Regions from separate parts of the Mus musculus genome. Here regions 2, 3, 4, 5, 6 and 7 are each linked to region 1. A link is a contact called in public HiCAR-type and promoter capture Hi-C data. All regions are on one chromosome and are shown on one strand. The core of a region is the stretch at or near the end of the contact, and the rest is flanking DNA. Distances in the headings are between cores, read along the strand shown. Region 1 holds the start of Hsph1 (heat shock 105kDa/110kDa protein 1). Region 2 holds the start of 1700041I07Rik (a long non-coding RNA gene). Region 3 holds the start of Rpl21 (ribosomal protein L21). Region 4 holds the start of Gtf3a (general transcription factor III A). Region 5 holds the start of Polr1d (polymerase (RNA) I polypeptide D). Region 6 holds the start of Flt3 (FMS-like tyrosine kinase 3). Region 7 holds the start of Pan3 (PAN3 poly(A) specific ribonuclease subunit).

Region 1 (3,296 bases), core at 453-2,952:
ATCCAAATCTAATTTGGGTTCAGTTCCTCCTACATGGGTGACCGAGATGAGTAAACTGGCACTCTACTGAGGACATTCAAGTTTGCTGTAACAAAAACAGCTCGGACCTAGCCGCTCTAAGCAGGTACTCTTGTAAGGTTCAATCTACACGCCCCGTGATTCTGAGCTCAGAGGGACTAGACACTTGTAAGACTGGATTGTCTCATTTTCCATGCCAAACAACTGTAATAGAAATCAGTAGCCAACTCCATTTTCAACCGCATAGTTTGGCCAAGGGTAAAAAAACCACCTCAGTCAAAAATTCTGGTCAGCAACACAGCTACCCAAGCAGCTCTCCCTGTTCTCCTCTACACACCTTTTGTCTCTTTTTAGGCAGAGAGAGGAAGAAGCGCTTAGCATACAGGATGGGGGCAAGAAGGACTGGCAGCCTTCCTACTAATTGCCGAATCACAGAGCACCATGGCTTTGTGAGAGAGGGAGCCCATGCTTAGAAAGTAAGTTCCTAGCAAGGCTTTCTTCCTCCTATTCACTCATAAATGTTCCTCTAATAAGGTCGGAATGATTTTACCTTTGGGTTCGATGTTTAACATTTATTATCTTGGACTTTGCACATGGGGGGAAAAAGCCCTATAATGATTGCCTTAAAAAGCATACAGCTGTTGTCGGTGAAGGCACACGCAGGTCTAACTGCCTCTAATATGTAACCTTCAGAAACTAACCCCCTCAAAAAGTTGCTTTTTACCATGCTTCCGTTTACCCACCCACGTTGCTGCAGAATATTTAATTCCGAAGCAAAAAAATCCATCTTCCCCACTGAATTTTTTGCACAGCAGTGTGTTAAGCAACAACAATGTTAAATTTGTACTGCTTACTCTAAATGGTGTTAAAATAAACGAACTCTGGGTCTGGAAACTCTCACGGACGTTTTTCACAATGAGCTTTAAAAAGGACGCTTCCAAAAGGCGATTGGGGCACTAGGGCAATATTAACAAATCAGGAGTAGATGAGACGCAGAGACGGAGGATTCCTCCACCATAGCGTGTTTCTGTGGTCGCTAACAACAGTCCGCTCGCTCCCTAGGCAAGCAGCGGCGCACAGGCTCTGGAACCTTCTAGGTCATTTGGAGATTCACCATGCGGAGGAAAAGGCTCTGTTGCCCAGGCTCTGCCGAGATCCTAGCTGAGGTGGGAGCCGGTGCCAGCTTGAAGAAGCTGAGTGGGGAGTCGGGGGCGAGCCTGGAAGGCCAGCGGGACCAGGTGGTCGCGGGGTGTCACGGTTCCCGGAATCCCCGGACCCACCATCTCCCTCGGGAAGCAGCGAGCTCCAGCCCTCCCCGGCCACCCAGGCTCCTACTTACGGGGTGCAGCGGTCGCTGAACTCGTTGGCGATGGTCTCGATGCCCCCGGCCCGCGCCACCGCAATGTAGCAGCTCTGTGAGCCTACGTCTAGCCCAACCACCGACATGGCTGGCCCGGTCCGCCTCCGCCTCGGGTCCGCTGCGTGCTCGTCCTGCTCCCGACCAGTCGGGAAGATGCCTCCGGCTTACCCTGCAAGACTGCGCTCAGTCTCTGCCACCGCTCTCCGCCGCCCGCCTCTCTCACGCAGCCGCCGCCGCTCAGCTACCAATCCAAAAGGGGAGGTCCCAATCGCTCAGCCTTATGTAGCCTACTGAGGAGAACTTTCCAGAATCTGCAGCATTTTACTCACCGGCGCCTCCACGTGCCACTTCCGCTTCCTTCTTCTCGAGCCTTCGAGAAAGATTCTACCCAATGGACTGCTGGTCCCTCCGCGGGCGGCCTGAGTTGCCATGGTGACAGGGCAGCTGCTCGGGCGCCATTGGCTAAAACTGACCGAGCTTGCCCGGCCTCCATCCCGCCCTCCCCAGCCTGAGGGGCAGTTTTCGTTCCAGTTGACTCCAGTGAATAACCGGTCGGGAACTTCTGTCGCTTAAGTGGTGACTCCGGTGGCAGTGTCCGGCTCCCGACGCCGAAAAACTATTGAAAGGACGGAGAAAGAACACACTACTCCGGGACCCCAGGCCTCTCCGGTCACGAACTTGCTGTTGGCAGAGAGCATGTCGGGAAGCGTAGTCTGGCCGGGAGACCCTAGCGCCTTGCATGCTGGGAAACGCAGTCCAGTGGTGAGGCCTCGGTGCTTTGCATGCTAGGATATGTAGTCCAGCCCGTGGTGCGTGCCACGATCCTGCTTTGTCTTAAGGGCTCAGTAAAAAGAGGCCCAGCTGGCTGCTGCCGATTCGCGCTCTTTCTCTGGTGTATGCTTTGTTCTGTGTTCCGTTCTTGCTTGTTTTTTCAACAGCTAATGGATTGCGATTTAGGGGCGTCAGGATAAGCCGCAAACGCGGTTTATATTTTGTAGACATTTGTCCGCTGGCAAGATTGTTGCAGAATAAAACACAGAAGGGTTTTCTTCTTCTTCTTCTTCTTCTTCTTCTTCTTCTTCTTCTTCTTCTTCTTCTTCTTCTTCTTCTTCTTCTTCTTCTTCTTCTTCTTAAATGAAAACTTTTGATTGCTATGCAATTTGGGAAGCTGCTGGTGTTTTGCCGACAGGGTTTTGCATATTTTGGATACTAGTTTAAGCCGACTTTGTTTAACCCTGCCACTCCTAACCATAAGGTTATGATTTAATGTAATGGCTAATAATATGGTTTAATAAATGGGTGTATGGTTTATTCCTTGTTTAATCTAACCTTTCATTTTCTTTCCTTGGAAAGTAAGCTTAGGTTCCATGAAGAGAAAGCAGAGGTGGATGCTGCTGGCTCCTGCTTTCAATTCTTATGTACCGTTAAAAAAAACGTCAAAGTTTGCCTGAAAACCCCGTGTGTACCCTCTAGAATATGGAAATATGCACAATTAAAACGTGCGCTGCTAAATAAGTGTGTAATTGAATGAAGAGTTGGGGCCCAGGGTTAAAAACTAACTCCTGAAGTATGCCTCTTCCCGTAGGACAAGTGGGGTTGCTTAAATGGGAGCTTTCTATACAAATTGCAGAGTAAGTTTTATTCGTGGTGATTGATCGGCTTGCCACTTAAGTTATTTCACCTGCTAGCATAACTATTTAAAATGGGAGAAGAACCAACGCTATCCCAGAGCAGCTGCGTTTTTAAATTTGAAATATGTTTGTTGGCATTCTTTTCATTTTGTGTCTCTGAAACCTCCACCACCCCGGCTTTTTTTTAAGTATATGAAAACTCTTTTTTTTTTTTTTTTTTTTTTTGGTTTTTTCGAGACAGGGTTTCTCTGTGTAACCCTGGCTGTCCTGGAACTCACTTTGTAGAC
Region 2 (3,296 bases), core at 287-2,786, 2.8 Mb before region 1:
AGTCCCCAAGTCCCCAACCCCAGTCTGCAGCCCTTACCCCCAACCCCGTCCCTGAGCCCCCAGGCCCTAGTCCCCAGCCACAGTCCCCGAGTCCCCGGTGCCCAGACCCAGAGCTCCCCGTCCTCAACTGCGACCCCGTGGTCAGGACCCAACCCCGAGCCCCGGTCGGTCCTATCCCCAGTGTCCCGGCCCCGCCTGCCGTGTCCAGCACGCCTTCCCCGCGGCCACTCGGCCCCGCGCCCGGTCCGCCCGCACACGACCAGGCCCGCGGGCGGCGCCTCGAAGGCGGGGACCGGCCCCCCGGGCCGCGCTGCCGCCGCACCTACCATGGTACAGATGGAGGCGAATTTGGAGACTGTCATTAGGATTTCCATCCGCCCGGCGCCATCTTCCAGACAGTCGCGGCGGGCGGGGGACGCGGGGAGCCGGGCCGCCCGCTCGCTCCGCAGCCCGCGGCCGCACCCGGAGCCGCCGCCGACCCACGCTTCTAGCCTGCTGGGCCGCCGCTGCCGTCGTCGCCGCGGGCGCTCAGGCTTCCTCCGGCCCAGCCCCCGCCCGCCGGCCGCCCGCCCGCCCCCGGCTCCGCCCCGGCGCACGGCGCAGCCGCCGCCTCAGGGCCCGCGCCTGCCCGGGAAGCCGCTCACAGCACACCCCGCCCAGCGCGCTGGGGAGAGAGCTCCGCGCAGGCCCTACCGCCCCGACGACCGGGCAGCGTCCTTCCGCCCCGCCCGCCTCCGGCGCCGCCACGCCCACCGCAGCTGTGCCACGCCCATGGTGCCCCGCCCTCCCACGGGGGGGGGGCGAGCTTGGGGAGGACGGCTCCACCCAGTGCGCGTTGGGGCGGGGCGAGACCCGTGCCGCGTTCCTCCTGCAGATGGGTCCTAGCGCCGACGTGAAGCACCTACCTTAGCTTGCAAGAGCGGGTCTTTAGGGGATCGAGCCTTTGCTCTGCGGCGTCTGTGACATCAAGCAGCCTTTAGAGCGACTGACAGTCAGTTGAAACAGAAGACGGAGACCATATCTGGGAAACTGGATGGGTTGGAAGGCAACCCCGCCAGAGTCCCAAGCACTTGGATGTTTTTCTGGGGTGAATCATCTGGGCCTAATTCCCTAAGAAAAGGCTAATTAGATAAAAAGACAAGATTTAACTCTATGAATTAGCAGTAGTGGGGGAGAAGAGGAAGGGGAGCCAATCCTGAAAAACAGTGGGATACCAACTTGGAATTTGTAACAGGGTGGTATGTCCCAAGTAAGAAGCCGAAGCCAATGTGTGAGGAGCACATAGACCGTGTTAGCTAGTGGATGAACGCTTCCTATTTTCTACCGGCAGAAAATTCATAAAACTTCATAAATTACTACTTTAAAAAGCCTGTGATTTGTTTTGATTGGTGATCTGAGGGTAGGACCTTTTCTGCCTTCCACCCAACTCCCCACCACACCGGGTCTGTGGAACTTGGGGCCTAAATTCCGACGAAAGCTCTAAAATCTGATAAGCCTCACTTCATAGTCCAAAGCATTCAAAAGACCGAGAATTTGAACAAAATTTAGTCGAGAAACAGATTTCTGGTACATGAATACTGTTTCCATAGCAATTCCATTGTAAGCGTTGGGGGAGGGGAACACCCACTGAATACAGCTAAGTATTCTGGCAGCTGCTTATTCTCCAGGTATCTACCTTCGTAGTGGCTAGGCCTCCCGCTTTTCTGTAGATACCACGGCAGGGGCTTGGACTCTGGTTTACACCAGTTCAGATCTATGCAATGTTTGTCGCGTTGCTCGCCACTCTAGACTCCACAAGCATAGAGCATGGTCGTACAACATCTATATTTTAAAGGTAAGGATGGGAGCTGGACATATGGCTTAGTTGGCGAAGTGTTTGTGTAGGTGTTCTGAGGTTTCATATCCTCAGCTGAAGTGCTAATCCTACTATGGTAAGGTCATCCTCAGCTATTTAATGAGTTCAAGACCAGCCTGGATCACTTGAGTCCTTGTCCCCAAAAAAATAAATGAATGAAAAGCCAGTCACAGGGAATTGTGACATGCACCTACAATCCCAGCATAGGAAACAGAGAAAGGTGAGTCTCTGTGAGTTCAAGGGCAGCCTGGACTAAATAGCAAATCTACAGATCAGCCAGATCTATGCAGGGAGACCTGGCCTCAAAAATAAATAAAAGAGAATAAACAGCACATGTATGAAATTGTCAAAAAGAAATTAGCAAAAGCCAATGAGTAATTAATTAAAATGTTGAGCAAATAAAACCCTCCAGCTGTCAGTGTGCCGCCTCAGAATTCCTGTCATAGGCTAGGTAGTCTGCTGGATAAGGTTTCATTTTTAAGCTTTATTATTTTTACTTTATGTGTATGGGTGTTTTGCTTGCTCACATGCGTACAGTGTCCGCGGAGGCCAGAAGAAGGCATCAGATCCTCCTGGAACTGGAGTTGTAGAAGGTTGTGAGACCAGATGGATGCTGGGAACCCTTTGAATGCTCTAAGCGTAAACCTTCCAATAACCCCAGAGATCCATCATGCCAGGCTTGTTTTCTAATTGAAGAAGTATAGCATTCATCATTGCACCCCTAGTGAGTGCAGGGCCTGGGTCTATACACACACAGCACAGGCTCTGTCCCTGAAATCTGACGTCTCTCCCTACCTCTCCCAATGAGTCAACCTCTTTGGTTGCATTAATAATGTGGTCTAGCTGTTCAGATAGTAGATGTCAATCAAAATAGCCATAGTTCTAACTCAAGTCTATGTTGGAAATTGTCTTAGGGTTTCCATTGCTCTGAAGAGACACCATGACCAAGGCAACATTCTTATAAAGGACAACATTTAATTGGGCCTGGCTTATACTTTCAGAGGTTCAGTCCATTGTCATCATGATAAAAAGCATGGCAGCATGCAAGCAGACATGGTGCTGGAGAAGGAGCTGAGAGTTCTATATCTTCATCTGAAGACAGCCTGGAGGGAAATCTCCACACTGGGTGGAGCTTGAGCACTAGGAGACCTCAAAACCCGCCTACACAGGGCCACACCACCTCCAAGAAGGCCACACCTCCTCATAGTGCCACTTACCATAGGCCAAGCATATTCAACTCGCCACAGGAATGGAACCCAGGACCTAATTTAGGCTTAGACAAGTGTTAAACCACTGAGTTACACTCCCAGTGCAATGGCTTTTCAAAGCTCACTCACTACTAATCCAGCAAATAAAGTTGAGCATCTGTACAATAAACGTAGGTCTTATATAGGCTGCTCCAGATAAAGTGTAGTCCATAGGTCTAAATACTTGTATGTAT
Region 3 (3,296 bases), core at 315-2,814, 2.8 Mb before region 1:
ACACACACACATCACAGGCAATAGGTAAAGATTGGTAAAGTCTAAAACAATGGCCCAGAGCAAGAACATGTTTAATCCTGGCGTTAATTTTTGTATAGTACCTTTATGTTCTCAACTCTTAGGCAAGCACTAGTATCATTTTGATTACACTCAACCCAAATCAACTAAAGTAAGTAATATGCTAAAGAACAGAAAAATCAGGCCAGATATGATGGTGTCCACCTTTAATCGCAGCACCCAGAATGCAGAGGCAGGCAGATCTCAAAAAGCAGAGGGAGACAGATTCCTCTGAGTTCCAAATAAGTCATAGCCACACAATGAGACTCTATCTCAAAATCAAACAAAAATTGCCTTGGGGATAAAATTTTGTTATGACCAAGATAAAAATTAATTATAAGTAACCGTACATAATTTGGTCATAGATATTAAAGTTTGCTCAATAATTGAAGCCTCGGATTAAACTCCTGGTTAATTAAATCAGTTATGTTTTTCACACACTGAGATAGGGCTTCAGTCTTTTTTTTTCTTTTTTTTTTTTTTTTTGGTTTTTCAAGAGAGTTTCTCTGTATAGCCCTGGCTGTCCTGGAACTCACTCTGTAGACCAGCCTTGGCCTCGAACTCAGAAATCCGCCTGCCTCTGCCCTCCCAAGTGCTGGGATTAAAGGCCTGCGCCACCACGCCCGGCTAGGGCTTCAGTCTTATTACAGAACCTTCCAATTAAATGGTCATCATGTAGGGATTTCAAACAGCAGAACCTAACCCTGGCTGGATATGTCACTCGCTGGATTTTAGCGAATTTATTATTGGGGTTTATTAGCCGGATACAGTGGTTTTCAGAGTTCATAAATATTCAAGGATGAAGCTTGGAAGCAGGCAGAAGACTCCGGTCAGCAGGCTGTCCGTGAGCATGGCTTGGCAGAGATCTCAGCTTAAGACGTGCACTCACTCCAGCCTCCTGGCTGAACCAGCACGCTAGTTTCTTGTTTTGCTGAAGGTGGGAATTACCTTCCCAAGAACGCATACTAAGGACAGAAATTAATGTCTCCAATTTTAAGTGGGGCACTACTGCATATGTGGAATGACGATCCGAATAGCTATTATAAAAATAACAATGTTCATCTCTCAAAGTCCTCATCTATTATTCGAGCGCTCGTAATATCCAATTCGGTTATCCCCATAGATTATTAGGAATACTGCTTCCAGTATGACTGACTAAACACCCTTATCTACAGCCAGGGAGACAGGAAGGGAAGGAAAAGGCTAATGGGGTGCCTATGATGAGAGTACTTTACACACACGCCTGTCTTAAGATGTCAAAATGAAACCTATTATTTTGTACAATTAATAGACAAGATAGGCTAGTCTCTAGATAGGCTCGAGCTACAGGTATGAGAGGAAAGAAAACCAAAGTGAGGCGTTTTGTTTTGTTTGAGACAGGGTCTCGCCTATGTGGCTCAGGATGGCCTGGAAACTCAGGAGACACTAACACTAACAAGTACCACACCGCAAAACGCTGGGCAACCCAGAGAGGCGGTGCCTCCTACGTCACACGACGCAAGGTAACGTCAGCACGCTACGGAAGTCGCGTCCGGCTCCACGCCCGCGAGGGCCCCATTCCGGGATGTCTAGCAGGATGCCTGAGTGAGTTTCTGTTGGCCTGCTGCCTTTAATCTGCGCCGGGGAGCGTGTCCTCACGGCGTCTCCAGGTTATCGGGACGATGAGGTTCTCTCGACCAGCCTCGCGGGCCCGGCGTTTCTCTTCAGGCAGCTTCGCGGGCAGCCCTCGGGCCTTGTAAGAGCGCGCAGCCCCGCCCTCCTCCTTTCGGCCGCCGCAGCCATCTTCCAGGTTGGTACGCGCGTGGCTCTCTCGTCTTGTTCTCCACACACGCTGCGTGTGGCGCCCACGCCGCAGAGACTGCGTGTTAGGGGCGTGGGGAGACCGTCTGGAGGTCACTGCCCTGGGCGGTGTATGCTAGGGAGCTTCTATCCGGGGGAGCCGGGCCTGGCGCAGTCTTGGTTGCCGGGCGTCCGCCCAACCCCAGACTTGAGCATGTGCTGTCGGGCTGGGACTTAGGATTCTGCTTGGGTCTTAACGATGCCGGGGTGCCGAAGCCTGGAATTGGCTCGGGCGAGGAGGGTGCCCGCCGGGTCAGCCTGGTAATGATGTAATGGGGACCCTTCCTCTGGATACATGAAACACTTAGGAATTTTGGCCCTAGAAGACGAGCGTGGGGAAGGAAGGTAACATTAAGGCTGCTTAAGACTACAAGGGCAAGGGGTTATGTCTAGTACACCATGCTTTGGAGCTTCCCTTGTGGTTAGGAATGGCGGGTATTTCTGCCCTGGATGACTGGAGTAATCCAAACCTTGTTGGTTTGTGGGAATACACGATCTGGTTCTAAATATGTGTAGTAGGTAAGTTCGTAGATGGTGTTAAATTAGCATTTAAATTTAGTTGGAATGTGGTTTTCTATGCATGCTTCCTAATAGCATTCGAAAGTGCAGGTGTGCGATTAAGAGATTGTTGATAGAAAGCTACTGTAGTAAAATGGAATTAAACAGCATCAAAGAGGCTGAGTTTGGTGGTCTTCAAGTTACCCTGGAGTTGCAGGTTGCAATGTATTGGCTTAAGTTCTAGCATCCAGTCTGATGGTGCTAATGATAGAATTTGGCCTCTTTTGCTAAGAGGAATTGTGGGCACCCATTTTCAATTCCTGTGATTTGGAAGGTTGACGGAGGTGCTGAGGTTGAGAGGGCCTGCCCTGTGCGACAAGATGACTTTTGGGGGTGTGGTTATTGGGACAGTTAATAACATAAACTGTGAATTGTTATTTGACTGATAACTTTTCTGGTTTCAGTAACTCGCCAAAATGACGAACACAAAGGGAAAGAGGAGAGGCACCCGGTACATGTTCTCTAGGCCTTTTAGGAAACATGGTAAGTTTGTTATGTCTGTGCCTGAGGAGAAGTGGCATGTCTTAGTCTGGCTTTGCTTGTCAGAGACATTGTCCTTTACAGTGTATGTAACTGCCGAATGTGGACTTGGGTTGGAAACTGGTATACTCATGAAAGTGTACCTGTGGTTCTAGAAGTCTTGATTTTTTTTTTTTTTCCTTTTGCAGGCGTTGTTCCTTTGGCCACATACATGCGAATCTACAAGAAGGGTGATATTGTAGACATCAAGGTAAGTTGATGGAGTGGAGGGAAGGGCACACGTGTTAGGAATTGTGATTTAATTACTTGAAGTTAATAGCCCAGGATGGGGGAAAAGTAAAAGATACAGTTAAAAATAACCT
Region 4 (3,296 bases), core at 213-2,712, 2.7 Mb before region 1:
TAGCCTTGGATGTCCTGGAACTCACTCTGTAAGAGCAAGCTGGCTTTGAATTCAGAGATCCACCTGTTTCTGCCTCCTGTGTGGGGTTAAAGCCATGCACTACCACTACTGGGCTAGTTCTGTCCATGTTCATGACTCACAATCTGCCCCCCTCCCCCAAACACACTCCCCATTCCCGAAACTGGTATGTTAGGGTCTGGAAAGAACCTGAATCCTGGCTGGGTCCCATATTGTCTAACCAGGGTTATCAAGCAGGAGGAGAAAAAGAAGATGAAGAAGTCCAGGCTGCTTGACTGAGACCAAAATCCTTGGAAAACAATGGTCACAGGGGTGGGATCTCAGAATCTTCTAGAAGCTCATCTTCAGGGAAAAGGAGAGACAGAAGACTGGAGCTGAAAGAAGAGTGTCCGCTGATGGGGTAGAGCAGACAAGAGAGTGAGAAAGGGGAAGAGGGACTGGAAGGAAGGAAGAGCCGGCCAGCAATCTGCACATGCGCATGGGGCATGACTACAAGGAGCAGAGGGGGCCGTGAGCATGAGATCCCAACAGGGCCGCACAGAGAATGACCTGTCAACAGTGTTGAGACCGCCCTCCATTCAATCCTTTTTCTTGTAGATTAGTTTGACTGGAATAAAGTACATTTTAACCTTCTTCAGTAAAGATATTCATTAAAAAAAAAAAAAAAAAAAAAAAAAAGCTGGGTGTGGTGGCGCACGCCTTTAATCCCAGCACTCGGGAGGCAGAGGCAGGCGGATTTCTGAGTTCGAGGCCAGCCTGGTCTACAAAGTGAAGTCCAGGTCAGCCAGGGCTATACAGAGAAACCCTGTCTCGAAAAACCAAAACCAAACAAACAAACAAACAAACAAACAAGCTTTAAGATTTCCCATGGTTGTCGTCATCCAACTAGCAGAAAGATCGGTTCTGCCCTTCATTGATGCACTACACTTTGCCAGGGAGGATTCGAATAGGGTATTTTCCAGTCTCTGCCATTACGGAGATTAAATCAAGATAAGGGAAAGAGGAAATCCCACAACTGAAAACAGCGTCAAACACTAGAGGACTCAGTGATACAAAAGGAAAGTTGACAAAACACCAGCACAATTGCTGTCAGAAATTAAGGTTTAATTGGTCCTGGTTAAGTTCTGGGCTTCGGAATTTTGAAAAAAAATTCCACGTGACTCGAAGGAGCAGACAAGCTTGGGATTCACCATGTCCTGAGGCTAGTGGCAGGATGCAGAGGGCAAAACTGGAATGTGAAAAACAGGCCACCTTAAGTCATGTCAGGTTGATATTTGGGACGTTTAAGCAGCGCTTCCGTTTCCCTAAGCCGCGAAACCAGAGCCCAGAGCCTGGCTGCCTCTCGCCGTGGACGAGTCCTGGATGCGCATGTGCAACCGGGCTCTACGGCCTCTGGGAGCATGCGCAGTCGTGGCGCGCGTGGGGGGGGGGCTAAGGGGCGGGGCCTGGAGCCTTAGCGGGCCGCGTTCCCGGAAGTTCAAAGTCTCCGGGCGCCAGTGGCTTGCGTCCCGCGTTCCCGGGGACGGCACGTGGCTGCCCCGCGTCAGCCCGGGCCCGATCGTGTCGCCCTGGAGCCGCGGGTGTCAGTCGCGGAAGCGGTGTCGTCGCTGACCATCGCGGATGCGTTCGTCGGGGCCTGTGAGGGCCCCGCGCCGCCGCGCCCCGCGCTGCCCAGCAGGTTCATCTGCTCCTTTCCCGACTGCAGCGCCAGTTACAACAAAGCCTGGAAGCTAGACGCGCACCTATGCAAACACACGGGGGAGGTAACCTGGCCGCCCGTGTGCACGGCAGGGCCTGGCGCAGGGGCTGCGTCCTGGGCTTGGCTGGGGCAGGGCAGGGCAGGGCAGGGCAGGGCAGGGCAGGGCAGGGCAGGGCAGGCGCTCTGCAAAGACCGAATTCTAGGATGTCAGGATTTCCTGCAAGCAACAAGTGTGCACCCTTTTAATTGCAGGCGGGCTTTGGTCGGGTACTAAGGCTGTGGGTAAAGGTGGTCAGGAAAAGCCTTCCTGCTTGGCCCTTTACCCTGGTTCTTATATTTGGTTGTACCCTGGTCTATCTCTTGACAGACTTACCAACCCACTGTTGTCCCTCATAACATACTTTGTAACTTTATCCCTGTTTCTCTTTGACCATTCTGTTCCCACATTTTGGCCTTTCTTTGTCCCTGTGTCCGAGGCAGAGCTTGCTTTCTAGTGGACACTTAAAAGTTGTGGTTCATCACCATCATCATTATTATCATTGTTTTTTTGAGACGGGGTTTCTCTGTGTAACTCACTCTGAACTCACTCTGTAGACCTGACTGGCCTCGAACTCAAAGATCCACTTGCCTCTGCCTCCAGAGTGCTAGTATTAAAGGTGTGCACCACCACACGTGGCTTTGAAGTTGTGTTTATTGTTCCAAACTCGACAATAATTTGATTAGTACGGGTCCTGCCCTGGGACTGGATCTGAACAAGGTTCTTTGACGCCGTGCTGAGCAGTGTGGCTCACTTGTGTCTTCCTGTCCACTGGCTGTGATTGAAGGCTTGATGCCACCTTTCCTGTATTTCAGATTATTTCCATAGTTGGGAAACACAGAACTGGATGTTAGGATATGATATAGCTTTACTGTGGATTCATGACAGCATCCCCTTCCCCACCTCCAGGGTCCCACTTGGAGATTGTGTTTGGGGCTGGGAGCTGTTTCCTTCGGTTGCCTTTGCACCTGTGAGCTTTTTCAGCTGTTGTGACACATTTAACTGTCTCTGTGCCTGCTATCTCTTAGTATGGACACAGGTCACCTGCGATGAGATGCAACCTTTCCTCTGCCTCTTTGCTGTAAAATGATGCTGTAGCAGAGATCTGGGCAGACAGGCTATCTGGGTTCAAAGCCACCTTGAAAAGGGGTTTGCTGGGGAAGCCTGCACCCCATAGGAGCAGGCTAACCTGCCTATCAGATGCTGGACATCCATAGAACAATAGCCTGTGTGCCACGGTGACTTGTGGGACGATGGGGTGTTTTTGATGTGGAACTTGGTTCTACAGTGCCTGTGTTTGGCAGGCACCTTTCTGAATGGACACGTCTCTGGAGGGAAATCTGAGGTGTTGCCTGCCACAAGTCAGACTTTTAACAGCACAGAGCTGAGGAGATGGCTCAGTGAGAGGGGTACTTGCAGCCCGACCTAGGGACCTCACAGGGTAGAAGGAAAGAAGTCACTCTGGGAAGATGTCCTCTGACCTCCACGTGTATGCCGTGGTGCAAACATGCCCCCCTTCCCCAACAGAAATCATTTTTTTTT
Region 5 (3,296 bases), core at 323-2,822, 2.6 Mb before region 1:
TAACCCTACAGCACTCAAGAAAGAGGCGGATCTCCGTGAGTTCCAGGCTAGCCAAGGCTACAGAGTGAGAAGAAGAAAAATTGATTCGATAAAGCCACGCGGAAGCGTCCTTAAGGCTCCTGGCAAACACACACTCTTAAATGCAAACGGAAATACTAGAACACTCCATTAAAAAGTCCTTGCGTGAAACGTGGCAGAAAGCTTTGAAAAGCCAGCGATGTCTTTCCCAAGAGGTGCTTTGTGCGCAAATGCTTCCAAATCGGGACTCATATTTTGGAAATTATACCCCCCACGCTCCCAAACATGTCAAATCTGAAGAGAAAGGTGAGAATTCCCCCGCAACAGGCTGGGGCAAGGAGGAGGGTGCCTCTCTGCTCATCCCTTCCAGGAAACAAAACCAGAGGGCAACTAGCTAGCGCCACTCTGGCTCCAGACAACGTGCAGACGCAAAGTGCAAGAACTCGTTCCCAAACCTCCATGTCTTGAAAAGCGAGAGGCGCGCAGACCTGCATCGGGGTTCCTGGAACCCGCACCCGCACCGGGCCGGGCCAGACAGCACGCGGCCCCCAGCGGTCCCCCAGATGGTCCCCCCTACCCTGACGCCACACCCCGTCACCGCCCGCACCTGAGGCGAAGTAACTCACTGAGGGAAAGCGGCGGGCTCCCCGCGGGAGCGCTGACGAGGACGCCGCCCGGCTCCGCTCCGCTGGGACTCGCCGCCGCCGATTTCCTGGCGAGAAGCAAAGTCCGGCCAAGACTTTACTTCTCAACCGCCCCTGCTGCCTTTCCCCTAGGGGGCGAGCGCAGAGGCCCAACCCGACACGCACCTGAGCCAATCAACGGCGGACAAAGGCGGGACTAAGAGCGGGCTCGGAGCCTCTCGACCAATCAAGGAGTTCGAGGGGCCGAGTCGGCCCTGCTCATCACCCCCGTGTTAGAGTGAGCGCGTTCCGCCCTCCGCCATCGCTCCCGGCCGGATTCTCCCTCTCAGACACACAGAGAAAACGCTCGGGAAGTGTCTGCGTGCACCCCTGGAGCGCCGCGCCGGGCGTGGGACAGCTGAAGGGAGGGGAGGGCTGCGGGACCAGGCTGAGGGAGAACAGGTGGCGGGGGGCGGCTGACGTGTAGGTGTGCAGGGCGAGGGGACAGCTGGGTGGGGCGGGGACCCAGCCTGGCCAGGGTCAGGTGGGAGCTGGGAGGATGCACCTGAGAAGAAGGGCGGTTCCTTGGGATCAAAGGGAAAAGGAGCTGCCAGTCCCACAGCGTGAGCTCCCGAGGAAGGAGGGCGGTGCTCCAAACTCTCACTTCTCTCGCAAAAGAAAGACCATCGCAGCCCTTGCACCTAGTGGAGATGTACATTTGCACCCCAGGGAGAAAAATTTTTAAAACCCACAGTATCGTCAGGAGAGTCATCTCTGCACAACAGTCTCTCTGCTTTTTCAAGGTGCCCCATGAAAGGCCCCTGAGGACTCAAGTCCTGGGAATAGCCAGCCCTGGGGCAGTCGGGTTCCTGGAGAGCCTAGCAGGCCAGAGATCCGACTCTGACTCTTTTTAAATAGCAGGTGTCTCGGGGCGACAGGTGAGAGCCTATGCTCTTCAGTGGCACTTGGGGACCGGCTGGCTGTGCCCGGCAGCTGGCTTAGCTTCCGCAGTTCCAGGTGAACCGTCCTGCCCGCGCCTGGGCGTGGTCGGGGGCGGGACCCGGTTTAGCCCCGCCCACAGAGGGCCCTGCCGCGCCGCTGCGGCTCCGCCCCCCTCCTTCCGTCATCCGCTTCTTCCGTCGGTGGTTTCTTCCTTCCTGCCTTGTCCCGCACCTTTCGCGACATGGGGAAGAGCTTCCATTTCGCCAGCGCCACCTGAGGATTTCCTGGAGCCGCCACCCCCACCTCCCGCGATGGAAGACGATCAGGAGCTGGAGAGGTAAGGGTGGAGGGGAAGAGTGGAGTGGGGCGGCGGGTCGGGCCAGCGAAGCGGGTGGCGAAGGGGCACGCGGCCGACTGCGGCCCGGCGTGGCGGCTAGGCCTGACCCCAGGCGCTGGGGAAGGAAGGAGAGAGAGTAGAGCGGGCCGGGTTGGGAAGAGGGAGGAGCCGTGGGTTTATTTGTAACAGAAAAGCCCAGAGGGATGCTAGCCATCCGGGAGGGGAGAGAAGTTGGGAATCATGCTGTAAGTCCCAAACTGCCACCACCCCCATTAGAACTGCCTCGTTGTAAGGTCACGCACCGGGCCAGCCGTCCCGAGTGGCGGGCCTGGCGTGTTTAAGTTGGCTAAAGTTACTGCAACTCCGCTCTGTGCAGACTGCTCGTAAATTCTCTCTGTCCACCAAATTCTCCCTCCTATTAAACTTTTCACTTCCTTTAACTTAGTAGTTTCCTTACCTCTTTCAAATGGGAGCCGTAACTGAGCCTGCCACCCTGATAACTTGTGGTTGCCATTTTTATGCTAAAGTAATCGTGTTTTTTATACCTGTCAACTCCCTTTTCATCTTGCAGCAGGGCCTACCCTATTGTAACTCTGCCCCTTTCTTTTGCTCTATCCCAAGAAAGATTTTGCAAACATTTAACTTGGTGGGGTTTTTTTTTTTTTCTGAGATGACACCCCTCCCCCTCTTTGCTGGAGTCAAATGAAGTAGGGAAAAACTGGAGTTAAATATCTATGGCTAGAAGTGTGGAGGCAGGAGAATGAGGCAGTGAATCATAAAAAGTTAATCAGAAAACGATATTCCATGTGATCTTATTCTTACAAAAAAAATATGTGTGTAGAAAAATATCAGGATTGAAGACCTCAATGGCTGAAGGCGAGAGGAAGACAGCCCTGGAAATGGTCCAGGCAGCTGGAACAGATAGACAGTGTGTGACATTTGTCCTGCACGAGGAGGACCATACACTAGGAAACTGTCTGCGGTACATAATCATGAAGAACCCGGAAGTGGAATTTTGTGGTTACACTACGACCCATCCTTCAGAGAGCAAAATTAATTTGCGAATTCAGACCCGGGGTGCCCTTCCAGCTGTTGAGCCGTTTCAGAAAGGCCTGAATGAGCTCTTGAATGTCTGCCAGCATGTGCTTGTCAAGTTTGAGGCCAGCATAAAGGACTATAAAGCTAAAAAGGCAAGCAAAAAGGAGCCCACATTCTAGTCCCTCGTGCAGGGTACAAGCAGGACCACCCTCAGGATGGTGCAGAACCCAGAATTGTGATTGCAGCATGTACTGTCCTGTAGGAAAGAAAATGTGGCTCTAGCTATTGACCCATACAGCTGTTGGAATCTCTGCAAGTATATTTGCCTAATAAATTCT
Region 6 (3,296 bases), core at 429-2,928, 2.2 Mb before region 1:
ACTGGCAAAAGTGATATAGAGTGAGTTTGAGGAGTGGGGGTAACTTGGAAGCTGAGTCACTCTATGTCTTGACGTACAGTGGTTATGTAGGTACACTGATATATAACAACTGGGGAGTGGACACAGAAGATTTTGCACATGTGTTGCGCTTTGAATCTGGAGAGGGACTAAGACATTTCCTACGAAGGAGTTCAGTGCGGTTTGAGCATGGCTGCAAGTCCTACTCTGATTCTGAGTTACTTCCCTAGAACCCTTTAGCCCTTTAGAAAAATCATCTCTGCTATGGGAAAGTCACTAATCTAATCTCATACACAGCCAAAGCTAACCATTTTGCATTAATAGAGCCTGAAAAGAAAAGCACGCCACGCCATGCGTTTGAGATGTCCCTGTGCATCAACTCGCTTAAGAAAGGTACAGCGTTCTCCCCATCCTTTTCCTTTATAGCCTACATTTTTTAATTTTATCATCTTTTTTTTTAAAGTAATTGGAAACCGTTTCTGCTCATTTAATGTTGCAAAATGTTTTCTCTATTTGTCACGGAAGGTTCAAGCCAGAATCCTAAATGTTGGAAATGAAGGGGAAATAGGCCACTGGGCAGACTGAGGCCAAGCCAGGAGTGCCTCAGAAGGCTGCAAAACTAGGGCAGGGCCTGATCTCCCCCCACCCCCACCCCCGACTTCTAGAACTGTCTCCAACTCCAACTCAATCCAACCCCCTTGTCTTCCCAAACAGAAAGCTGACGCGAGACCGATTAGAACTGGGCAGAATGGGGACTTTCCCCCCTATAGTTAGTTACTATTTTCAATCACAGCTATGCTTCTACCCGAACAGGCAACTTGGGAGAGTAGTCCTAGGAGTCCTTGAAAGTGTCACTAGGGTTTAATCCTAAAATAAGAAAAGTATGGAGAGGGGAAGGGTAGCTAGTTTTTAAATTTATAAATCTGTTTTGCATAGTATTTCCAAAGTAACTAGCCACTGAGTGAAGCGAAAATTGGTACAGGTGGGGGTCGTTAGCAGGGATGACCGCTCTAGCAGAGGATGCTCGCAGTTTTCCCATTAGTTTGCTCTGTCAGCCTACATCTCAAAGAGGTGAGAACGCACCGGCTCGAGAATCTATAGTACCCAGAGGTCGGGTCAGGGAGTCTCGGGCCACCTGCGCTGCTGAAGAAGACTCTCAGAGGCTGACGGAGCATCCAAGCCCAAGCCCAGGCGCGGTGGCCTGGGGACTGAGCTGCAGAGGAGCGCTGCGGAGGAGGGTGAGGGCAGGGGTGGGCAAACCAAAGCCAAGTTCACCGCTTGAAAGGGGGGACGTGAAAGAGGGGAGTGATGCGGCGGCGAGGGGAGCGCGCGGTGGGTATGAGGGAGTGATGCGCGCTCGGCCGGGGTGCAGAGGGGGTGAGGGGCCTTACCAAGCAGCAGCAGCCGCCGGTCGCTGCGCTGCGCCAACGCCCGCATGGCCTCCGGAGCGCGCGGTAGCCAGGCCGCCGGCCCAGCCTGTGATGCGGTCCCAGCGGCGCGCCCCGGGCTGCAGGTGGCTCGCTGAAGGATGCGCGTCACTGACCACAGATTCCCTCGGACTGGTGCAGAGCAGAGGGGGAGGAACCTCTCTCCAGAGGCCGCGGCCGCTCGCTGCTAGGCGGGCTGAACTGGCGCAGTGCTGCAGCCGATCCCACGTGCCCGCCGTGGTCCCCAGCCTGCGCTCCTGGCACCGGGACTGCGGCAGGGGAGACTGGGTGCGGTTCGGCTGGGGAAGTTGCCTGGACTCCGTGGTTGAGTCCCCGGACCTCTGCTTTAAACTCCTAAGGGTGAGAAGAGTGGTGACACACAGACCTCCTTCTTCATGCGCGGGGATCTTTGATGTCCCGTGATGGGCACTGAATCGGTGCCATACACTGGTAACCCCGTGAGTTTTATTCCACATCTGGTAGATCTGCATTGTGGACTGATTTTCTTTGTCTCCCTGTCCTTTCTTATAGGATGTCCAAGATTCCCATCCACCTCCGACCCAGAAAAGCAGACGCGGTTTCAAGGTCAATAAATTAGAGAGGTTAAACAGACACCCAAACAAATTAGACCGTGCACCTCAAAGGATGTTTGGAGTTGTCACCTCCTAGTTCTGGCTTTTAGTCTCATAGTGTCTCTAGGTAACAATTATTTCCCGTGCATCAAGCTGAATATTGAAAGCACAGGATAGCAGCCCTGGCTTCCCCATGAAGGAACCCTCCTGAGCCATTTGTCCTCTGTGTCCTAGTTCTCTCCCCATAATGACGTCAGTAATATCGCTCCATCACAGCAGTCCTCCGCTCCTCATTCTTTTCATCGTTTTTCTCTTCAGGCATGACCCCTGAGAGCATACAAGCACACTAACAACACTGTTTCTCCTCCACTCAGTCCACAGCACTATCAGCCTTCCCGCTAGGGGAAACTTCAAAGTGACGTCCTCCGGGCAGCCACTGTGGAAAATGACATGGGCTTGGTGCTTTAGGCATTTTAAGGTCAGGTGCCCGACGCATGGATTCCACTTCTGGAATTGCAACAGGAGCATGAAGAAACATTCCAACATTCCTGCACACCACAGTGAGACTGTCCACTGATCAGCGGCCAGACGGAGAAATATACATATGTAAAGCAGCACATTTCATCTTTAATAGGGAGGGCAATTCCCACACAGCTACCTCTCCAGCCTATTCATGGATCTTTTTTTTTTTTTAATCATCTGATAGCTTTGTGGGGCTAGAGATGTAGCTCACCGGTAGATTGCTAGCTTAGCTCTTGCAAGGCCCGGGGTTATATCATCAGCAAGAAAAAAAGTAAAAGAAAAAGAAGAAGAAAAAGAAAAAGGGAAAGAAAAAGAAACACAGACCCAAAACCTTCCAGGTGTGGAGAGTTCACTCTCCGAGACATGTGGTGCTCAGGCTGCTGAGATGTGTATCTGTGGTTATCGGTTATTCATCTGGAACCAGAAGACAAAGCTTAGGTCCAGCCCATCCCAGGACAGTTCTCAGAGGCCAGCCTTCACTTGGGAGATCACTTCTTCAAACCAGGTTTTTGTTTGCTTAGTTTGCTTTTAGGCTTTCCCCTTTAATAAAATGGAAAGAGAAGACACCAACGCTAAGATCTTCCAGTCCTGGTACATTTGCAATTACAATAATTGACTTAAAAAAATTTCTAGAGCTGGGTTTGTTGCTATACACCCATAATGCCATGAGGCGGAGGCAGGTAGAGCATTAGTCAGCCTGGGCTACATAGCAAGACCCTATCTTAAAAAAAAGGGCCGGGCGTGGTGGCGCACACCT
Region 7 (3,296 bases), core at 290-2,789, 2.2 Mb before region 1:
CTTGTGATAGTTTCTAATTGCCTTCAAGAAAAAGTCCAATCCCTTAATACTGCCTGAAAAGCACTTCTGCGAACTCTGCTCAGCTGTGTGATATCATTACACTACTAAAACCCTACCCCCATTCACCTGGAGACCTCCTTCACAAGCTGTTAGCTTCGGCTAGAATGCTCTTTCTCTACACACCTAGCAGCAATAAAAAGCAAGTGCTAGATTGAATTCTTCCCAAACACGGGACATTTTTATGAACCACTTCGCTCATTATGAAGTGGATACTTACTTAATCTCAAATGTACAAAGGAGACACAGAGAAGCAAGCAGGTTCCAAAGGCAGGTCTGAATTCAAGGATGCTGTAAACACTCTCCCCACTCCCCAACAGTTCTCAGTAGGAGTTCAACTCTTTAAATCCCCTCTAACAGCTGATGTTAACACTAGACACTAATTCACATCTTATGCCTCATTAGCCGGAGGATAAATAAGCCCTCTGAATTCAGGTCCGACTGCATCTGGTTAACTTTTGCATCCCCAGCTCCTTGGGAACATGTAATTAACATTAACAAATACCTGTTGGATATTTAAATGAGTGAACACTGCGTCCACGCAGAGATAGCAGCTTAGAATTTCCCTGGGCAGCATCACTAGGCTTACCAGATTGGGATCTATATAGCATGCATCTCAACCTCACCCTTTTGGCAGTGTGAAACTTTATATATTCTTTTGTGACTTCGTCAGGCTGCCACGATTCCTTAAATGCTGCCCACACCCGTCCTTTTCATAACAGGGATTTGTCTTTTGAGAAAATCTTTTAGAGAAGATTTCTAAAACCCTAATATCAATTTTTCACTTCACTGCGGTTCAATTGTCTTCACGCCTCTCCCCTTTAAAAAAAGGTGGTGGTGGGGGGAGCAAATTGGAAATCAATGAGGGGAAAACTTTTTTTTAAAAAGTGAATTTCGAATGCAGAGTAGGAAAACATTCCAGCACATTTGGAATTGGGTCTTCCCGTGCTGCCAAGGTAGCACTGTCCCAGGTGGCACCTTTGAGAGAAAAAAATCCCGAGGGCCATCAAAGCGGAGGAAACAGGTGCTGCTCTAAGCAGGGGTTTGGTGGCATCCAGGGTTCTGGCTCCATCTTTTGACAAAGAGCCCAGAAGCTAAGGCTATCTGGCCAGTAGTCCATCACCTTCGAGGGGGAGGATTTAAAAAAAAAAAACAAAAAAAAAAAAACAAAGGCTAGAGGGGTGGCGGAGCACAGGGAAAGGGAGAGGAAACGTGACAAACGGAAGCAAACTCTCCTCTCCGGGGAGCGAGGTTGGGCTGCGTCCCCTTCCAAGGACCTGAGACGGACTGTCATTTTGTGTTTTCCCCTCCAAGCGGACTACCACCGGGTCTCGTGAGAGCCTCGGCGCCGCCGCCGTGGGGAAGGCCTCCCTCCGAGGGCTCGGGCTGAAGCAACCGCCTCCGGTCAGCTCGCGGACGCCCCGTGGGGGCCACGCCTGCGGTCCCCCACCCCCGGGCCAGGCCTCCTACCCACAAGGCCCCGCGCCACTCGCGCAGGCGCAGAGGCGGCGAGCGTCTCAGGAAGAGGAAAATGGCATAAACAAGTCGGGAGGACCCGGAGCGCGAGCCGACGAGCGAGCGGAGGGCAAGAGTTTAAAAACAAACCGGCGGCTCCCTCCCGCCGTGCCTTTGCCCCACAGCTTCCGGTCGCCGCCGCCTCAGGGTCGTTTCTCCCCGCAGCCCCGGCCGCGCGCCCACCGCGGCGTCCCGCGCGGCCCCTTTAAGGACAGCGGAGAGGGAGAGGGAGAATCCCTGCTCGCCGCCCGCCCGCCCTTCCCCCTCCCCGGGCGGCTCCGGCTCCCTCAGCGGGGCCCAACCCGCCCGCCCGGCTTCCATCCGGCTCCGGCGGCGGCTCCTTCCCGCCCTCGTCTATGGTGGCGGCGGGGGACGCGGCTGCGGCGTGGCCATGAACAGTGGCGGCGGCGGTGGCCTCCCGCCGCCCTCGGCCGCTGCCTCGCCGTCGTCGTCCTCGCTGGCGGCGGCCGTGGCGGTGGCGGTGGCGGCCTCGTCGGGCGTCGGGGGCGTCCCCGGCGGGCCGGCGGCGGCGGCGGGCGTGAAGCTCAAGTACTGCCGCTACTACGCCAAGGACAAGACGTGCTTCTACGGCGAGGAGTGTCAGTTCCTGCACGAGGACCCAGCCGCCGGCGCGGCCCCGGGGCTTGGCCTCCATAGCAACAGCGTCCCGCTGGCGCTAGCGGCCGCGGCCGGGGCCGCCTTTCCTCCGGGAGCGCTCCCGGGCGGGGGAGCGGGGCCGCCCGCGGGGCCCAAGAAGCCGGAGCTGGGCGTCCCGGGGGCGGCGACCGCGGGCGGCGGACTCGATGGCCCGCGGGTGGCGAGTAAGTGAGGCCCGGGCGGGGTGGTGCGGTGCGGGGTTGGTGCGGTCCGGGCGCGGGGAGGAGGCCTGAGCCTGCCCGCTTCCCCTCACCTCCGGGCCGCAGGAGAGGCCTAGGCCCTGCGCAGCCCTCCTTCCTTCTTCCTGTTTCCTCTCTGGGCTCCGCCGCTCGGGGCAAACCCCGGAGCTAGGGGAGGCGGGTTCCCGGGAGCGTGGGTGGACGGACGGTCGTGGTGTAATTGGGGTGGGGTGGGGGGCGCTGGGAGTGGGGTGCGGGGAGCAGGGGGGATGGGCTGCGGAGTGGAAGCAAGGGGGTGTCGCTTCCGGGTTTGTGTGTGTGTGTGTGTGTGTGTGTGTGCGCGCGCGCGCGCGTGTGCGTGGAAAGGGGCTGGGTCTGCGAGCACATGTGTCGGTGCGTGCTCGCGTGGAGCGCGGGCTGCCGAAAGTTGCCGGCTGGGAACTCCTTCTAAAGGATGTCCGGGGCCAGGGGTGGGGGTGCGGGGAGGAGAGGTGTATGAAGATCAGCTTTATTCATTTATTTATTTTTAAGTAAGCACAGGTTTAATAGAGAGCTTAGGTTAGGAATTTCCCAAGACTTGCGCTCAGGCAGGTTTCTGGAAAGCCAGAGTAAGTGAACTGGGCGTCTGCAGGGATCTTGTCTTTCCCATGGCGTTATACCGAGTGAACTTGCTCAGCACTGGGCCTCAAGAGCGTCTCGCACCCCGAAGGCTTTCGTGAGAAGAATTTAGGGCTGTGTACGTTATAGCTGTTAAGTTAAGTGGAGTTTGCTGTTACTGTAAATGCTTTGAACATTAGAATTAGATGCTTGATTTCCTCTAGTTTTAGATCTTGTGATAACTTGATAGTCAAGTTAACTTGAACTTCAGAACAATCTGTCTTTAACACA

Evidence for each region. Promoter capture Hi-C pulls out the DNA fragments that hold promoters and counts their contacts. HiCAR-type assays count read pairs that join an accessible place to other places. Capture Hi-C pulls out chosen DNA fragments and counts their contacts.
Region 2: a promoter capture Hi-C map of pre-B cells shows a contact between it and region 1. The contact joins the promoter of 1700041I07Rik here to the promoter of Hsph1 in region 1. A contact is called at or near these places in 3 of 39 promoter capture datasets (hippocampal neurons, liver and pre-B cells), 1 of 115 datasets of contacts at active chromatin or transcription factors (astrocytes) and 1 of 9 other capture datasets (adipose tissue).
Region 3: a contact with region 1 is called in a HiCAR-type map of astrocytes, with 4 times the contacts expected there. The contact joins the promoter of Rpl21 here to the promoter of Hsph1 in region 1. A contact is called at or near these places in 3 of 39 promoter capture datasets (the 3T3-L1 cell line, hippocampal neurons and pre-B cells), 1 of 115 datasets of contacts at active chromatin or transcription factors (astrocytes) and 1 of 9 other capture datasets (adipose tissue).
Region 4: a promoter capture Hi-C map of liver shows a contact between it and region 1, with 3 times the contacts expected there. The contact joins the promoter of Gtf3a here to the promoter of Hsph1 in region 1. A contact is called at or near these places in 3 of 39 promoter capture datasets (liver, neutrophils and pre-B cells), 1 of 484 Hi-C or Micro-C datasets (pre-B cells) and 2 of 9 other capture datasets (adipose tissue and liver).
Region 5: a promoter capture Hi-C map of pre-B cells shows a contact between it and region 1, with 3 times the contacts expected there. The contact joins the promoter of Polr1d here to the promoter of Hsph1 in region 1. A contact is called at or near these places in 3 of 39 promoter capture datasets (maxillary cranial neural crest, neutrophils and pre-B cells), 1 of 115 datasets of contacts at active chromatin or transcription factors (astrocytes) and 1 of 9 other capture datasets (liver).
Region 6: a contact with region 1 is called in a promoter capture Hi-C map of pre-B cells, with 5 times the contacts expected there. The contact joins the promoter of Flt3 here to the promoter of Hsph1 in region 1. A contact is called at or near these places in 2 of 39 promoter capture datasets (liver and pre-B cells).
Region 7: a contact with region 1 is called in a promoter capture Hi-C map of liver, with 3 times the contacts expected there. The contact joins the promoter of Pan3 here to the promoter of Hsph1 in region 1. A contact is called at or near these places in 2 of 39 promoter capture datasets (erythroid cells and liver), 1 of 115 datasets of contacts at active chromatin or transcription factors (astrocytes) and 1 of 9 other capture datasets (liver).

Annotation. Positions count from the first base shown.
Region 1 is chr5:149,634,613-149,637,908 of GRCm38.p6, forward strand. Hsph1 (heat shock 105kDa/110kDa protein 1) reads right to left here and starts at 1,703. Exons shown (of 18, transcript NM_013559.2): 1 at 1,358-1,703. The coding sequence starts at 1,464.
Region 2 is chr5:146,794,289-146,797,584 of GRCm38.p6, forward strand. 1700041I07Rik (a long non-coding RNA gene) reads left to right here and starts at 1,537. Exons shown (of 2, transcript XR_377208.4): 1 at 1,537-1,834. It overlaps Usp12 (ubiquitin specific peptidase 12), which reads right to left and starts at 668. Exons shown (of 9, transcript NM_011669.3): 1 at 327-668. The coding sequence starts at 374.
Region 3 is chr5:146,831,326-146,834,621 of GRCm38.p6, forward strand. Rpl21 (ribosomal protein L21) reads left to right here and starts at 1,565. Exons shown (of 6, transcript NM_019647.6): 1 at 1,565-1,846; 2 at 2,859-2,937; 3 at 3,123-3,184. The coding sequence starts at 2,871.
Region 4 is chr5:146,947,195-146,950,490 of GRCm38.p6, forward strand. It overlaps Gtf3a (general transcription factor III A), which reads left to right and starts at 1,463. Exons shown (of 9, transcript NM_025652.3): 1 at 1,463-1,781. The coding sequence starts at 1,587.
Region 5 is chr5:147,075,774-147,079,069 of GRCm38.p6, forward strand. Polr1d (polymerase (RNA) I polypeptide D) reads left to right here and starts at 1,573. Exons shown (of 3, transcript NM_181730.4): 1 at 1,573-1,920. The coding sequence starts at 1,895. It overlaps Lnx2 (ligand of numb-protein X 2), which reads right to left and starts at 799. Exons shown (of 10, transcript NM_080795.4): 1 at 645-799.
Region 6 is chr5:147,398,811-147,402,106 of GRCm38.p6, forward strand. It overlaps Flt3 (FMS-like tyrosine kinase 3), which reads right to left and starts at 1,679. Exons shown (of 24, transcript NM_010229.2): 1 at 1,410-1,679. The coding sequence starts at 1,455. It overlaps Gm26597 (predicted gene, 26597), which reads left to right and starts at 744. Exons shown (of 2, transcript NR_165432.1): 1 at 744-1,089; 2 at 1,977-3,109.
Region 7 is chr5:147,428,617-147,431,912 of GRCm38.p6, forward strand. Pan3 (PAN3 poly(A) specific ribonuclease subunit) reads left to right here and starts at 1,540. Exons shown (of 19, transcript NM_028291.5): 1 at 1,540-2,393. The coding sequence starts at 1,964.